Linked DNA regions of Gossypium hirsutum: region 2 is linked to region 1. The links are chromatin contacts, called in public Hi-C maps. All regions are on one chromosome and are shown on one strand. Each heading gives the region's core, a stretch centred on a gene start, on an enhancer-like site or on the middle of the called end of the contact. The rest is flanking DNA. Distances are from core to core; before and after follow the strand shown.

What was found. Hi-C and Micro-C count contacts between places; a contact is called where the count stands out from the background.
Region 2: a contact with region 1 is called in a Hi-C map of leaf, with 2.9 times the contacts expected there. The contact joins the enhancer-like site here to the promoter of LOC107927880 in region 1. A contact is called at or near these places in 11 of 34 Hi-C or Micro-C datasets (anther, hypocotyl, leaf and 1 more).

The regions. Positions count from the first base shown.
Region 1 is chrA12:7,266,186-7,271,271 of Gossypium_hirsutum_v2.1, reverse strand. It overlaps LOC107927880 (transcription initiation factor TFIID subunit 14b), which reads right to left and starts at 3,050. Exons shown (of 6, transcript XM_016859004.2): 1 at 2,808-3,050; 2 at 2,392-2,471; 3 at 2,061-2,282; 4 at 1,236-1,423; 5 at 1,031-1,152; 6 at 511-825. The coding sequence starts at 2,921. The coding sequence ends at 748. It overlaps LOC107927871 (pentatricopeptide repeat-containing protein At3g12770), which reads right to left and starts at 5,013. Exons shown (of 2, transcript XM_041082604.1): 1 at 2,998-5,013; 2 at 2,808-2,914. The coding sequence starts at 5,013. The coding sequence ends at 3,556.
Region 2 is chrA12:7,316,542-7,321,627 of Gossypium_hirsutum_v2.1, reverse strand. No RefSeq gene overlaps it. Among protein-coding and RNA genes, the nearest start is that of LOC107927904, 13 kb to the left of the region's middle. Within about 2 kb of position 2,432, at least 2 of the 9 cell types and tissues checked have an H3K27ac peak or open chromatin away from gene starts, as enhancers often do. A contact at or near this core is called in hypocotyl and leaf, where this site is marked.

The sequences.
Region 1 (5,086 bases), core at 1,801-4,300:
ATTATGTTTAAATATGATTAAATTATTTATTATTGATAATAATAATCTTATTATAATTTAAATAACAATAACAATAATCATTTACCAAAACAAATTTATGCTAAGGGTATTCTAGTCATTTTAATTTTTTCCATTATGCTATTACACCTCTATTACATTCAACCAAACACAAGATTACTATTACGCCTCTATTCCATTACATTCAACCAAACAGTTGATTTGCTATTACACCTCTAATCCAATACACCTTTAATCCAATACACCTCTAATCCAATACACCTCTAATCCAATACAGCGAACCAAACGCACCCTTAGTCTTTTGGGATTAGACTAAATCATTGTCATGAGTTTTCCTAGCATGACAGTGAACTGTAGCACTGCATCTTATCAGAAAACTGCAAAAAACTAAAATTTAAGGACTAGTTCTTATTTTCCACTATATTTTACTTTCAGGCAGTATATACTTGTATATCTTCAAGGAGAACTAGCAGAAACTGGTGTTTTTTTAACTAGTGAATTTACCTTCTATTAAAGAAAGAAATAGTAGATACTGTTCCTTTTGCCATGCTTTTATTAGTTCAGAGCTCAAAAGCCATGAAAAGGAAGAAAACAAGACAAAACTCAGCAAAGTCTTAGAAAATACATATCTCAGTTACATTACTATGCCATCACGTGCCTTTGCCGCAAAATCAATTTAAACTGGAAGTGGAAGTCTCAAAATTTCCAAGACTACTGTAAATTCACTATTCAGAGTGGTTTGAACTGTTGATTCTGCCCGTCGGTCAAGCTAATTTGTCGCCTGAGCTTAGCAATATGAGCTTGTACCTACACATTCCAGTTAAAATATCCAAACATTTGAATTTCTTGACATCTTTACATGATAATGGGCCAATTATTTTGAAAAGATGTCGGTGAACAAGTTTGTGAACAAACCAAATGTAACTGGAAATAGAAAAAGTAAAGATGCTTTGCATTTCACATTTCACAAATAGGAAACTCATCCTAGGAAGTAAAAATCATGCTTGCTTACCTGCTGACGAGCAGCTGCAAGTTGTAATAGCTCATCTGCTTCAGAGAAATTCAAGAACCACTGGCTTAGGGGATGGTCCTTAGTGTCACCTCTCTTCTTTTTACTTTCATCTTCAGTTGATACTGCAAGCAATTTAGAGGTATCCTCATGAAACATAAGATTAACACCAAACAAAAAATTTCAAAGACAAGGCATAGGAATAAACCCGAGGGTGGTAAAGTAACACCAGCTGGTAACCTGGGGAAGGTTACTGCTGGATGATTCTGCACACGAGCTAAAAAACTCTCTGACAGTTCTGTGAATACAACCTCATCATAGGATTCCACAACAACAGGTTTTTTGGTCGACATGGGGCCAGATTCATCTTCTGGGTATAACTTCAGATGATGATATCTGGAGAATAAAATTTTAATATCAACATTTTGCCTTGAGGCTTTATTTAGATTTTTGGTTTTCCATCAATGGAGTGGGTGATATGTGATTTTGATAGCAAGAATTGTTAGTTAAAAACTGAATCATTGCGAGAAAATTCCAGCACTCACTAAATATCTTCAGTACGGCGCGCGCGGGGGGGGGGGGGTTGGAATGTCAGAAAATCCAACATTAATTCAACATAATCAGAACATTATATCTGCTGATTATTAAAATGTTTACTTTGATTCCAGCCAACTCCTTAAGAAATTGAATAATATAAAATGGAAAACAACAAATAAAGTAATTCATGTATCTCACAGTTATATCTAAATATAACCAAATCATTAATTTTCTACACTTGATTACCAACTGAGACACATCAACAGTAAAGTAGTCTTTCATGGTAAGAGTTATCCACTGTAGGCCAAATGACTATTAACAACATCAAAATTAAAACGAGTAGAAGTTCTTTCTAGTGCTACATAATTGTATGTTCTTCTCCTACATATCTTTAACAATGTCCTAATTAAACAATGACTGTATTAGGACTAAACCTCTGCTATTTCTGGAATAAACCAACTTAACTAAAACCAGATTAACAGGCAAAGCAACTCACAAGTTCAAGGGCTTCTCACAAACATCGTTATGGAAGAATAGTGTAATGGCAATCTCAAATTCGCCCCACCCTGATTCTGATAACTCAAATGGAGCAGACTCCACAACCCTTGTTGGGTTATTGAAACTGGAATGCAACTGAAAAACAGCCCGCTTTACAACCACACTAAGATCCTCATTCGTTGCCCCACGAACATACACAGTCCATCTGTGCGATTGATACCTGAATCAAGCATTGAAAATACAAACCAAACGTAACTGAAACGTGCAAATAACAAACCAAAGAAGAAAGCAGAAGTTCCAAAAGTTCCAAGTGTTAAGCAAATACTCACTCGCTTGCCTTTTTACCAAGCCAAAATGCAGCATTACCATATACGATAGGAACACTTATTTCAACATCTTTGATCTTCTTCTGCACCGGAATCATAAAAAATACAACAATAAGATATTCCTGACAAAAGAACTACTTGTTCTGTAATAAAAACATTTCAAATCATAGTTTTTTAGTGCAACCAGGTTGAAAACTAATTTCTCTTTTCATAGGTTACATCATTTTGATTGCCGACATATTGGGTAAAACTCCAAATTTAAATGATGACAAATTGTAGCTCCAAAATTCAATTAAACATCAGTCAAATAGCTGAACACGGAAATTTGAAAGAAAAGAAAAAAGACAGCTTTTTGGCTTCTTGGGGTGATGTTATTTAGGTGAATTGAGTCCGAAATTGAATTGAGATTTCAAGACTACCTTCTTTTCACTGTCTTCGGATTTGCCCATTTTGGTGCGCTGTGATTTGAGCGTGGGCAAGCTAATCTCCGGCTGATCTGGATCTTTCTTTTTCGACAATGAAGTATCTATCATATCATGTAAGAAAATCGGCTCAACCTCGTGAGAAATCAAGGTTCAACTAGAAAGAAAATTAGGGTTTTTCTTTCACCTTAGTTACAGTGCCTGGTTTGCAGGGCATGGGGTTTGAGGAATTGATTGCGTAAGTGAGGTTTCTATAACACTCATGATTTTAGCCAATAATAGAGCAACATGTAATGTGACAGACGAACAAGTGCACCATAGAATGACTAAAAGGCCCTTATTTTTAATGTTATGTTCAGTAGGATTGGCCAGCTTGAGTCTGGCCCTTTTGTAGTTGGCCCAGCAGCCCCGACAGAGAAATAAGGAACAAATTAAATTGCCCCAAACTGGAATTTAATTCCAAACTTTTATGCCTATGAAATCTTGGCCGTGTTCATAAGGTTAAAGCTTTGGAATTCTAACGTGAAAATGATGTGCACTAAACATAATTTATACAACACAATCCTTGCAAGCTCCATAAAAGCAGCCAAAATGAAGATGCTGCAGTTTCCTCCAAAGCATGTTGTAACATGAAGTTATCAACGTATTCACCCTTCTAAACTGCATGCTTCAGAATCCCACATGTTCATTCAAATGAAACCATTTACATCCTACATGTCTCCTTCATGACTGATACCTGCTCTATTCAACCACTGACTTCTACCCAACTAAATGCGGTATCTTTCTTTAATCCTCTCTGCTTCATTGTCTCCCTTAACTGACCAATCTCATCCCACATTCTTAACCTAGCGTATAAATTTGATAGCTTAACATAAACTCCAACATTCTGAGGATCCAACTCGAGTGCCTTTTGAGCAGCAAATTTACCCAACTCAACATTTTCATGATCACTGCAAGCACTAAGTAAAGCCACCCATAAGGAAACACTGCCATTGTTGTGGCCTTTCTGAAGCATCATCTCATTGACCACCTTCATTGCCTTCTCTAACTCACCAGCCCTACATAGTAGATCAACCACACAACTGTAGTGCTCTGGACCAGGAATCAACTTGTAAACATGAGTCATGCAATCAAAATACTCAAGGCCTAGTCTTATTTGTCCAGTGTGACCACAGGCTGAGATGACTGTTACAAATGCCACCTCATCAGGCTTAATACCCTCCCTCAACATCTCTTTAAATAACAAAATCAAGTCTTCATAGTGTCCATTTCTTCCATACACACCAAGCATTGAAGTCCAAAGAACAACATCCCTTCTTTTCTCCCTCCCCAATCTCAGCCCTGCCAAACTGAAAACTTGGAAAGCTTGCATCACCAACCCACATTTTCCATACATTTCAATCAATGAACTTTGCAGAAATACATCCTCCACCAAATTATAAAATTTACGGAATAAATATCCATGCATTTGCCTCCCCAATTCAATAGCCGAAAGCCCTGCACATGCACGTAACATAGCCGATAAAGTAAAATGGTCATAATCCAAATTCAATCCAGGCATCTTCCTAACAAGTACAAGTCCCTGAATCCACAACTTAGCCTCACAAAATCCTGATAAAAGTGCATTTGCACAAACGGAGTTCTTAAAAGGAATTTCATCGAACATCACAGCTGCATCTTCGATAAGTGACGATTTTGCATATAAATCAACTAGAGCACTGCCTACAAAGACACTCGACGTCCAACCTGATTTCGCCACGTGAGAATGAATTTGTTTACCAAATTCAGCTTTCTTCAATGAAGATGACGCTGATATGGAACTACACAAAGCATAAGTATCCAAAGAAATGCCATTAAAGTGCATAAAAGAAAAAGTTTTTAGTGCAAAAAACGCAAACCCATTTTTTGAAAAATCAGATATTATTACATTAAAGGGCAATGGGTTTGGGGGGTTTATGGATTTGAAGTAATTGGTTAAGATTTTAATGCTGGTTTTGCTTTCCAGGCATGCGGCATATGTGAAAATGAGTTCGCTGTGGATATTGGGTGAAACAGAAAACAAGCCTTTTCTAAGTAAGACAGCATGAAGGATTTTGGTGGCTCTTAGACTCTTTATTTGGGAACATTTTTGCAAGAATTTGGTGAGGGAGTTGAAGCTAATTAAACTGGAAGAAGAAAATATTATGGAGTCTTCCAAACGCATTTTCTTCTTCAGAACGGTAGTTCGAACTTTCAATTCAATCAATTATAACAAGAGGAGATTGTTCCTTGATAAA
Region 2 (5,086 bases), core at 1,183-3,682, 51 kb before region 1:
CGTACCAACATGACCAAAATAGACCATTGACTTCCATGCCAATATATCAACATTATACCTAAACAAACACTTACATTGTAACATTTTCAACCATTCTCGTTTGTATAATCATTTCAAAACAACCAATTCAATAAGGCACCAATTAGCATTAACCATACCATTTCAAGATCCATTTACTCAATTATTTATTCAGCCTATCATTAATTCATACCACAATTGCTCACCTTACCTATACATACTTATTTAAGCTACTTAAGTAATTCATTTAAACATATCACATGAAACATGTCTAAAACATATTTCAATAACCATATGCATTCTACCTATCAACTTTAACATTTAATCCTACAATTCCTTACCAAGAATGCGTGTAATACTTGAACCAACTATTAAATGGTCTCATACCAATTCACTTATCATATTACCAATTCACCTATATAAACCAATTCACCTATGCCAACAAAACACTAATCATTTATGTCACATTTCCATTCCAAACTTATAGAATTCTAGCTTATCATCTACCAACATTAAAACATATAATCAAATTTACTAACTTCTATTGCCAACTTTGCAAAACATAATTATAAGCATTATTAGCTTCTAACTCAAATATTCCAAACATAGCAAGATACAAGGGACTCTACCAAGTACATGCTCTTTTATATACTATCACCACTCATATCCAATTTCATGAATTAATTAAATCATGCATCTCTCTATTCTATTCAATTTAGTCTATGTTTCGATATTCACTTCCACTCTTACCATTTTCATTCAATATCTATTAATAGCTTACCTTAATGCTATAAAATGCAATATACCATAAATATGTATTAACTAAAATTAGTTTCGAGTCATAGAAATACAAATCGAAAGCTCGCATTACTGATCATTGACTTTCGCCTTTCATTTCCCTTTCGACGATCCTGTATCATTTTAGCTGCGAATAATAATTCAGTAATGGTATAATATCCAATTCTATCCAAGTCACATTCAATTACAAGGTCCTAAATATTTTGTGAATGATTCAATTTAATCCTCTCTATCAACATTTCGAAAAGATAGAACTTAATTATAAATTATTTAGTGGAATGACTTCGTGACTAAATAAGTTTATAATTAATAGGCTAAAAGCTAGAACTTAATTATAAATTATTTATAAACTTTAATTACATATGTTCAATTGGCCACTTTGCTAGCTCATTGAAACCAAAAACGAATTGCATGTAGAACCAAATGAACAGAAATGGATGGAAATAATGAAGTTAGAGAAATCGGTCACATTCACAAATGTATATGTTTTCTCATTGAGTATAGAAATTACTTGATATTAATTTATGGTTTTCGATTTATTATTTAATTAATTAGTCATTGTGAATCTGTTGAATATGAAAATTAAATATATTTCCTTATAATTTTTTTACGATAAAGTTGTTATGACTTTAACGGAATTAGAATTAGGTTGAGAAAGTTATTAATTGGAAAATTAATTTATCTAATTAAATTAATTAATTAAATAATATTTATTTTGAGAAATAGAAAATATGTATTGAGTCAGATTAAATTATAAAGTGTTGGGTTAAAAATTTAAGAAACACATGTAATTGGATCCAATACAAGAGAGGCTCAAATCCTCTCAATTATAAAAGAGGGGTGACATACCTAGTATTATTTACTAGGGTAGGGTGTGCAACTCACCCTGTTCTACTTAGAATAAAACATTATTTTCTATTAAATAATATTATTTATATTTTATTAATTTAACCAAGATTCTCTTATCTCTCCCTATAAATAGATGACATTAGTAGAACTATTAATATAAGAGTTTAACAGAAGTTCCAAATATTGTTATTTTGCCAGAAAGTAGTGAGAATTTATTCTTTAAGAATAAATTTTATTTTTTGGGAATTACAATTCTACCGATTTCTATTAAGAGAGAATTGCTTTCTTACTTAAAGCAATAAAACATTTATGATTCTATGTTTGGTTCGTGATTGTTTAAACTAAGGCTTGAAGTAATTCGTGATACGAGAATAGCGGGAAAAGTTGTTCAGGTGAAAGTCGGGAATGTATAGGATCCGTCTCGCTCAAAGAACATATATTTTTTAAGAAAAATTTATTACTATAAATATCATAAATCAACTTAATTTTTAAAATTTTAATTTTTCACTATATTTTTTTTTTCTAAACTCAATTTTTCGAGCACATAACTCTTCCTTAAGCCGCTTATCACGCCCGTATGCCTTGATATAACTTGTCCATTTTGCAGAACCAGCATGTTAATATGATTATCAGAAAATGATTGTAATCCAGAGACACCCCCCCTTCTACATCATAATCAAGCCGTCATTCCTTCCAACACAATCCACCAGAAAACAACCTATCATGTTGGATTGTGTACTAGGAAGGCCCATCAAACGAGTCTCACAGAAAAATACAACATCGGGAGTTTTGGAGGTCACAAGCCTCTTTTGTCCAAGAATGCTGGATCCTAAGTATCTGAGGGAAAAACAAATTTCTTGTAAAAATCATTATTTTGGTTTGTAGGTGAGGAGAAAAAGTCCATTGTAGGCATGAATAAAGAGCCTAAGCCCAAAATTTCATGCCCAATTTAAATTATTATATTTTAATTGAAAATTTTAAGATTTTTTTGGCACTTTATACTGAGGAAATGGGAACTTACAGTCTATAAATCATTCAATAAATATTCGGGTGACCATATGATGATAACTAAGTACTTTTGAGTGTATGAATTTGTTAAGAAAGTTGATGGATTTTGACCAAGGTGGCATACTGAAGGTAAATGGAGTAAAATGTGATATGAATATAAAACATGTTAGTTGCAGAGACGAAAGCAATGGCTGACAGTTGAATAGTAATTGTATTGCTAGTCGTTTCCAAAAATTAATAAATTTCTCTCTACACAAAATGTACAACTTCTAAACATGAGACTACGAATTGATTTCCATTTTTGACATAGGTTTCTTTCTAAGGTCTACGCATGTTTCTCCTTCACTTTGCAACAAATATGCCTAAATGAGGATGAAACAAAAACAGAGGGGTTGGGATGCAGAAAAGAAAGCATCATTGACCTAACCTTTAGGTCCTTCCGCCTATGTAATCCGTCTCTATCAATCAAGTCAAAATTTTGGCTTCATTTCTATACTCAAATTTATGTTTGGTATTTCAAGATAATTATTCATTTAATTTAATATATGAAATTTGAGCAAGATGTGTAGATGGTTTAGGTAGATTCCTATAAGACTTTTTTTTTAAAAAAATTATTTTTTTTAGATTCAAATTTTTTGGGTTCAAAAATTTTAGTATTTAGATCAGCTCAAATCAAGTAGGCTCTGATTAATTCAAATAATTTTAATATTTTTAAATTATAAATATTTTTAATTTTGAATGTAATAATTCATTTTATTTTTATAGTTAATAACACAATTTAAATTTGTCTTATAAAATGCGTAGATTATATATATATCATGATAGTTGGTTCCATGGCACCACGTGTTGAGCTTTTACAAGTGGGTCGGTGGTACATGACTAAGTGGTATGTCACTATATGCTTAAGTAGGGTAACGATTGGACATACTTTTAATTATCTAGGATGAGACGTAATAGTTAGAGTCAGAGATTACGATTAATAAGTGGGGCCTTCATGAGTGTTAAGTCGAAGAGTGTTTCCGATGGTGCATTCGAGGCGTTCACTTCACTAAGGGCTAGTTTAGCATTACTTTTAAGAAGTACTTTTAAAAAGTGTTGTGGAAAAATGATTTTAAAAAATTTGATTTAAAATTTAAGTATTTAATATTACTGTAAAAAAATACTTTTGAGAAATAAAATGTCCATTAAAGATATTGTGTTATAAAGTAACAAATATGCATTTAAATAATGTTCGAATTAGTTAATATTATTATATTTTAGTAAGAATATAAAAAATAAATTATTATAATTAGTTGTTAATATTTTAATATATGAAATATAAATTTTAAATATTTTTAAGTAATTAATATTAATTATTTATAAAATTTAATTCGAATATATAAACTAAATTTTAAATATTAAATTATAACCAATAAAAAATTAAATATATAATATTATATATTTAAAATAAATTTCAATAGGAAAATAATTACATACACAATATAAATATTATATAAAATATTTTATAAAAGTTAAATTGTCATTTGTTCTTAAAAGCGTTTTTGCTAAAAGCAAAAGTTAGAAAAAATTGCTTTTGCTTTTAGGTTGAAAAACGCTTTTCAAAAGTACTTCTGACTTCAAAAGTTCTCTATTTTGTATTTATAACACTCAAAAATATAAAAGGTTAATTACAAAAAATGATTAAGTAAATGAATAGGCTTGATGATCGAGTGTTTAATTTATTCCCTAAAGGTCTTAGAGGTTTAAATCACATTTCTTCCAATTCTTTTCTTTATTTTTTTTTCCAGTAACCTATGATCAAAATCATACTTGAATAGATATTAAATAGAGTAGAAAATAGCCAAGTGTAGGTAGTAACCTAATTGGTTAAGTATTTTCTCTTCTCCCTTTAAACCCAAGTTCAAGACCCGCTTTCCCTTCATATTCTTTTAATTTCGGCTAAAAAGGAGAAATTACAATGCAACCCCTTAGAATTTCCAAAATTCTAAATATCTACTCTCCTAATTAGACATGGATTTCAATTTCTTTCCAACCCTAAATAGGATTTTCCCTCTTCTCTTTGTATTATTCTTTTTCTCTTTTCTTTTATCAAAATTTACATCTTTTTGTTGAAAATTATTTTTCTAGCCCGACTTAAAATGGATTTTCGTTAACTAGTTTTCTTCACTGGTTTCGAAATTTTCGACAATCGTATCCCGTATTTTCATCAAAATTTAGGTAAGTACTCTCGTTTAGATTTTTAAGAACTCGTAAATTCTAAAATAGCGTCGGATCTCGCTAATCTTTCGATTTGATTACGATCCATTGTGAATTTTGCCAAAACTCTTGATAATCTTGTTTAATATTGAAATTCATTATTGATTCATGTGTAAAACTCGTTTGAATGATCTATTTTAGGTACCCCGGACCAGAT